2 separate regions of the Neogale vison genome follow, and region 2 is linked to region 1. Evidence: chromatin contacts called from public Hi-C data. All regions are on one chromosome and are shown on one strand. Each heading gives the region's core, a stretch centred on a gene start, on an enhancer-like site or on the middle of the called end of the contact. The rest is flanking DNA. Distances are from core to core; before and after follow the strand shown.

The links. Hi-C and Micro-C count contacts between places; a contact is called where the count stands out from the background.
Region 2: a contact with region 1 is called in a Hi-C map of tongue, with 5 times the contacts expected there. The contact joins the promoter of ZHX2 here to the enhancer-like site in region 1. A contact is called at or near these places in 2 of 3 Hi-C or Micro-C datasets (muscle and tongue).

What each region holds. Positions count from the first base shown.
Region 1 is chr4:17,400,062-17,403,679 of ASM_NN_V1, reverse strand. The region is part of intron 2 of ZHX2 (zinc fingers and homeoboxes protein 2); the gene reads left to right. Among named protein-coding and RNA genes, the nearest start is that of ZHX2, 64 kb to the left of the region's middle. Within about 2 kb of position 2,254, the one cell type or tissue checked has open chromatin away from gene starts, as enhancers often do.
Region 2 is chr4:17,464,335-17,467,862 of ASM_NN_V1, reverse strand. ZHX2 (zinc fingers and homeoboxes protein 2) reads left to right here and starts at 1,583. Exons shown (of 5, transcript XM_044245018.1): 1 at 1,583-2,296. It overlaps LOC122904332 (a long non-coding RNA gene), which reads right to left and starts at 1,400. Exons shown (of 6, transcript XR_006384185.1): 1 at 764-1,400.

The DNA of each region.
Region 1 (3,618 bases), core at 1,005-3,504:
CAAACTGGTGACACTCGCCCGATGGCTGTGCTTCCTCTGGCCGTGGCCCCACCCCCAGGGTCCACCTCCCGTGTGGGGTCACAGGGCCTCTGCCCAGCCCTCCAGGGTGCCGTGCCGTGCCCTCCCCGCCCGGCCTTCGGAGGAGGGCAGCTTAGCGAAGGTCGGCGTGGCCAGGAGGGCCCGCTGGTGCAGGGAGGGGGCGGCGGAGGAGGCTGTGTGGGGAGGTAGGGAGGCTGGCATTCCCGGGGAGGGGGGCTTTGGTCCAAGAGCCTGACATCTGAGGGGCCCTCGAAGACCACTCAGGCCAGACCCAGGTCTGAGAGAAATGCCCCAGGCGCCATGTGGATGACCTCCGTGAGGGCTGACAAGGGCAGCCGCGGCCTCCATTGTCACAGCCGGCTGGGCAGGCTGTCAGCTCGAGAGAATGAGCTCCCCACTCAAGATGTAAGGCCCTGGGCGGAAATCCAGCTTTGTGAGTCACAACCAGATGCACATCTTGTCAGAGAAAACCATGGCCGCGGAGAACTGGTCATGGTTTCCTGGAAACTTCCTGAGTGTCGGGGGAGGGGCGCTCCGAGGATGGGTGCCAGCCGCGGCTGAGAGAGGACGATGTGCTGGGGGGGCTGGGCCCAGGCTGGCGGCCTGGAGCTGTGCCTCATGTGGTGTAGGGCTGAGCCTTCCAGGGCCCCCCACCCCACACACACAGGGGAGTCAGAGCCCGAGGCCAGTGGACTAGCTGAGGCCCATTCGGGGGGTCTCCGTCTCCCCTCCCACACAGCATGCCTCGCGTGTGCTAGGAGAGGGGCTCCCTGAGTCCTCATCCCACCAACCTGGATTCAAATCCAGGGACTTCTGCGAACACAGCGTCTCTGGCCCTCAGTTCCCTTGCCTGCAAAGTAATGGGATAAATTGGGAGCTCTCCAAGGTTCCACCCAGCTGGAATATTCCGGCACTTCTTCATTTCCCTCCCTGTAGATAAAAGAAACTGAAGCCCGAGAGCCAGGGGGTCGCTCAGAGCCAGCCCCGTCGCAGGTGGGTCTGGAGCTCCTGTTCTGGCCAGATCTGCACCCTCCACCCTTTCTCCAGTGTCCCGCCTTCTCTTCCCAATCTTCTCGTCCTGGTGGCCTCTTTCCCTCTGTTCTTTCTGCCTGTGCTTCCAGCCTGCCAGACGGAGGTGCAGCCACCCCAAGAAAGATGTTCCCACCCTGGGGTGGTAGGTCCCAAATCAGAACCAGGATGGGAACTCCCAGGGCCATCCAGCCACCTGTGTGCACTCGCTGGTAGTAAGCGAGCGGGATCTTGTCCTGCCACCTCCCGCCTGGATCCCACACATCTTCACATCCTTCAATCCAGCCAAATAACACCTCCCCCAGGAAGCCCTCCCGGATCACTCCAGCCAGAGTTACCACCTTACCAAGACTTTGCCACCCGCACCACTTTACAACCCCGCTGTTGGCATTCTCACTTACTTTTGTGGTAATTATTTGTGCATACATCTTAGCTCCTCAGTGCAGTTCCAAACTCAGTGAAATCAGTAACCAAATTGCCTACCAACAGCCTCCCTTCGACATCTGGTGCAGTGTTTGTATTCTAAGTGTTGGGTAGACAATTGTGGAATAAATGGAGCTTTCTTTCTTCATTGCAGAAGGGTTCTTTCCCTTCAGAATGAATGGCTGGGCGTGTCAGAGCATCTGCTCTAGAGCGAGATCAGGTTGAATCTTAGCTCCGCCATCTGCACGCTGTGAGACCTGGAGTGAGTTACTCACGCTTCTGTACCTCAGTTTCCTCTTTTGTAAAAGGAGGCTCGTTGTAACGGCGGACCATGTCTGCCGATCGTAACCCTACCCACCCACCTGGGTGACTGTGAAGATTAAACTAGTCCGGCATGGAAAGGGCTCGATAGAGTGCCCAGCACAGACTTGAGTCAATAAATGAAATTGTTAAATTTCAGGGATCCTATATGCAAATTTTTATTTGATGTTTTGGGATCTATGTGACACTGCCTTGCAGAATTGGCGCCTGGCTTGAGTTAGGTGCTAAATCCTTTTTAATCCTTGTATCCTTTGAACCTGCTTTGGATATTTGATGCCCACTGTAGAAGGTCCCCCAGGCCCCGGAGTAGGAGCGGTGGGGGGGGGGCCAGAGCCGGTGGGACGGCTCGCCAGCCTGGGACTAGCATACGTGAAGCGCTTTTATTCAATTCATGTGACTCGACAAATTTGGAATGTGTTAGGGAGTTTTTCCAGCTATGAGTCAGTACATTTATGCTCTCTCACACACATAAAAAAATTTAAAACGAAAAAGAGTTTAGCGAGAATCATTTATGAGTGCAAAGTGGAAATCTGTGGAAATTTTATTTTGACCCTGAAGGCAAGTCATACTTAAGAATTTAATAAAGGGCTCCAAACAGGATGCAGTGGAGAAAAAAAACACAGCTCGCTGCCTTTTCCTTGTATATTCTCAGCCACTGTGTTGCACAGACGAGGGTCTAATTTGCATGGCTTTATTAAGCACCTCCTGAATACCCAGATTTGTGCTAAACCTGGTGGGGGGAAAAGGGGGAGCAGAACCAGCGTTTATTAACTGCATGTATGTGCTTAATAATAATCAAGGCAGGAGGGGAAGAAAGCTGTCTTGAAGGTCAGGAGGCAGTGTGGGAGAAAATGGAAGAATTGTATTCAGACACACGCGTTCAAGCTCCTACATTCATATCATCTAATCCCCATCGTGTCCATTTCTTGGATGACAACACTAAGGCTCAGAGGACGTAAAGTATTTTGTCTGTGGACACAAAACTCGTAAATGGTAGAAAGCATGATCTAAACCGGGTCTACCAGTTTCCCTATGAGGGTTAAATTTAATGTCCGCAGGAGCTGTGTTTCCCACCGGGGCAGGACGATGGGGAGGCAGACATCCCCTCCCCGTTCTGGGAGACCCTGTACAGCCTTCCTACAGACCAGTCTCTCCAACCACCTTCTGCCACTCGCTGTTAAGTCCCGCCTGTCAGGGATTATCCAGAACCTGCTTCTCATTCAGGCTGATCCTCTTTGCTGTTGTTGTTTATTTTAAATAAAGAAACCACCGCCCGGCCAGAGGGCTTGTGTTTCCAGCTCACTTTCCTCTCTTTTGCAAGGGCTCATTTTCATAGACTCCCAATCTCCAGGGAGTGTGTTTTTCCCTCTGAAACATGAGCTGTAATCAAAGGTGTAGTCGTTCCCAACATCTGTCAGCAGCCACCGGAGCCAGGGTTCCCCTGAGGTCTGACAGAAGGAGGCTCAGGCCAGGTGCCCCGGGGACAGTTGTGCCCTACACAAATCAGATTGCCCTGTGGTTGGCCTTTGTAAAGATGGCAGGGTCCCAGGGATGGCTCTCAGACTGCTGGAGGATGGGGTGGGGGGGCGTCAGCAGGATTCCACTGACCACTCAACAATGACTTTTGAGGGCTGCCATGTGTCAGGTCCTATAGACACAGAGCTCCCAGCTCTTTGGTGAGTTCCCATCACTCACGGGTAGAAGGACCCGATGTCTTAAAATGCCTGCAAGTCCCTGAAAGATCTGGTGCTTGCTCTTTCTTTGGCCTGCTTGGCTAAGGGCACTCCAGCTGGCTTCCGGTATCTG
Region 2 (3,528 bases), core at 334-2,833, 65 kb before region 1:
ATTCTCATGTTGATGGCAAATACATTAGGATCTTAGAAGTTATCAAATGAGATTGAGAAAGATGCGACGCGATCTGGGTCTTGGTCATCAAGGAAGCCGTTATTTAATGAGTCCGTTGAGAGCTGCGTCATTCGCCTCTCGGGTCTGTGAACATCACCCAAGAGACCCCTCCCAGGCCAGGACCTTGTTTTATACGCCGTTACGAAAACGAATAGACAGCCCCCACATGAGCAATAACCGAACAAACAGGTGCAGACCAGCAAGAAAATTTTGCATATGAGCTATTTTTATTGTCAAAATTTTTGGAGCCCCAGTGGGGCTACGTTAGAGAAATTGGAGCCCCTAGGGGAGAAACTAGAAAAACCTTTCGGCCAGTTTCTTCTCCCCAGCCTAAAAAACTAAAATGTCAAAAGGTCACCCAGTGCTTTGGCCACGCGGTCCGCCCCCAAGGCCAGCCGTCCCCACCCCAGTCCCCGTCCTCGCCTCTGGCCACTGCGCCGCGCACGGCCACCTGTTGCTGCCCTGACGCCCAGAGCTGAGTCGCAAACCGCCGCTAGAGTTCGTTCTAATTCCCCGGAGCAGAGACTGGCCGGGAAGCCCCGACGCTCCGAGCCTGCTAATCCTCCGGGCGGGCGGGGACTCCGCAGAGCCTCCCAGCCCCAGGCTCCCTTTGTTTTCTCGCTGCGCTCAGACTGTCAGAAGTAGACCCCAGACAGCGTCCCTTGGCCCCGGCTCCGCTCGTGCGCGCTTGCGCCCAACTCACACCGGGAAAGGCTGAAGCGTCGAGATGCCCTTAGAGGGGAAATGGGTCGGTCCCGGCAGGAATGCGAGGCGCAGACAGGTTGCCCGTGAGATTCCGAAGCGTCCCCTGGATCCCGAATTCCTCAGGGCTCCTCAGCGTAGCAGAGCTGCAGGAACGCCGCGCCCAGAACGCAAGCTCACCGCACCGAGGCCGCCGGCGAAGGGCGGCGAGATCCCGGCCGGCTTTTACTCTAAAACGCCCGAGGGGAGCCAGGGGGTGGCGGTTAGGGATCCCTTTCCGCCGGGAACGCCGGAGTCCCAGTTCCGAAAGTGACCCGCCCTGCTTCCGAGGGACTTCCCTGCGAGCGCCGCAGGGGTGTGCATTTCTCCGAGTCTGAGAATCGCAGCGAACGCCGGCCCGACTAGAGTTTAAGTCAGCTCCCGGGGCGTCTGTTTGTTTATTGGCTCTTAAGGGAAAAAGTTTGAGGATCTTTAACCAACCTCAGACCTGGCGCAAGCGCAAATCTCCGAATCTCCCCAGCAAAAGCCATCTAATTTCAAGTCGTTATATAAGTGGGGGCTCTTTCTCACCCTCCCTACCCCAAGCCCTCTTATTACTATTCCAGGAGCAAAACGTAACTCGCTTTAAAAAAAATTTTTTTTAAAGTTATTATTTCCCTGAGCCCAAAGACGCGGAGAAAGGGCAGACAGCGCCCTGGATGCGTGGCGGCCCCACCCGCGCGCGCGGCCCCTAGAGCCGAGAGAGGGACGCGGGGTCTGGGGATGCCGCCAGCTCAGGGCCAGCAGCCGCGCCCCGCAGTCCCTCCGTCTGCCACTCCACGTGGTCAGGATCAACAGTTTGTTGAGCTCATCAGTGACACCTTGAACTTTTCATAAAGAAAATGGGTATTGCACCGGGAGGGTTTGGCCGCGGCCGCCGGGCCGGGTCGTGCTTAATATTCAATGATCTCGCTCGCGCCTCCCCCTCCTCCCCTCGCAGAAATTCCTCCGAGTCCGTTACTGGGCTCAGACTTTTAAGTTAATTTACTGCCCCCCCCCAACCTCGGCTAGTAACCAGCGCCTTTAGGGCCAGCCTCCCCCCACCCAGCTCCCGCCTGAAAATGACATTTCGCCGGCGTCTCCGGAGGGGGCCGAATTTCACTTTGTAACTTTCTGCGGAACCCGAGCCCGGGTGGCAGCTCGGGTGGTGGTATCGTATGCAAATACGCATGCTGACGTTACAGATCATGTGGGTTTTGGCGTAGATTCCCCACTGATCGAGACATTTTTTTTCCCCTTTTTTTTTTCCCCTTCTTTTTTTTTTTTTTTTTTCTTCTTCTTTTTAAAAATTTGGCCACTGTTCCCCGTACGGGGGCTTTTCCTGTCCGTCTGTCTGGCAGGCTGGCCGTGCCCCTCTTTCCCACGGAGCCCGAGCCCGGCGCCCGGTGGGGAGTGGGGAGTGGGTGGGGGGAGCCAGCAGAGTTCCATTTTGGAACGCCCGTGCCGCGTCTCCGCGCTCCCAGCCCGGGTCCCCGCGTCCCCAGCCCCGGCGCAGGTAAGAAACTTCGCCTCGGCGCCCGGCACCCCCCGCCCGGCGCCGCCAGCCCCGAGCCCCGCACGCCGGGCGCCGGCCACTCCAGCCCAACTTTCCCACCGCCGCCGCCGCCGCCGCGGCTCCCGAAAATGTGTTGTTAATGGGACTTGGCCGGGTTTGTGATTGGAAGGGGGTGGGGGTGAGGAAAGGGGGGGCGGTGCGGGCCCTTTTTGCGGGTGGGAGGAAATCAGAGGATCCGGAGGGGGGGGCGATTTTTTTTTTAAAGAGTTTTGATTACAAGTTTGGATAAATGGGAGCCAGACCGAGGAGGAGGAGGAGGAGGAAAAACATGTCTACGTTTCCCTATGTCGACATAAGCCACAAAAAAATATGGCGTCCGCTTTCGACAGGGCGTTACGTAGACCCGACTCTGTTTTTATTTATTTATTTCGTGGCCGTCTCCCTCCCTCCGTGGCCCGGCCGCGGCGCTTTGTGCAAACGGGGCAGGTCCCGCGGGGACTCCGGCGGGACGTGGCCCGGCCCGGCGGCTTTGGCAGGCAGGGGGGCTGCGTGTGCGAGCTGCCCGCCCTCCCCCGCGCTCCCCTCTTCTCCCCTCTCCCGGTGACGATTCGCCGTACTGTGGTGGCAGGAAGCATGACGCCGTGGGCTGAGGCTGCCTCGCCTCTCGTCGCCGCCGGTGGCTGCGGGCGGCCGCCGGAGCTACCTGCCGCGGGCAGGGCCGGAGCGCGGCACCGGCCCCCACGCCCGGCTCAGGTGGCGGGGCGCCCGCGCAGGGGACCGGCGGGGGGCGGGGGGGGGGCGGCCGGGGGCAGGGTGGGGGGGGCTGGGGGTGGTGGCCCCGCGGTCCGCGGCCGGCCGGCCCACGCCCGCGGCCGCCTCTGCCAGCCGAGCCCACGCTCGCCCCCGGAGCGGCAGCTGGCGCTGGCGTCCGCCCCGCGAGAGAGGTTCATCTTTGTTGGTGTTGCGGCGTCTTTGTGGCTTCCGCAGGACTTGGTATCCTCGCCTCTGCCAACTTGCCCTTTCCCCGGCTGCTGTGCAGGAGGCTGCGGAGACGGAGAGGAGCGGAAAGTTGGGAACCAGTGAGCATCCCAGGACGGTCCCCTCGGCCCCGTAGCTGTGCGGAGCTCGGAGGCGGAGGAGGAGGGTGGCTCGTGAGGCTGGGGAGAAAACTTGGGGAAGCCAAGTTGTGATTTGCTCGGGCTTCCACCTGATTGATCGGCTTCAAAGCCAGT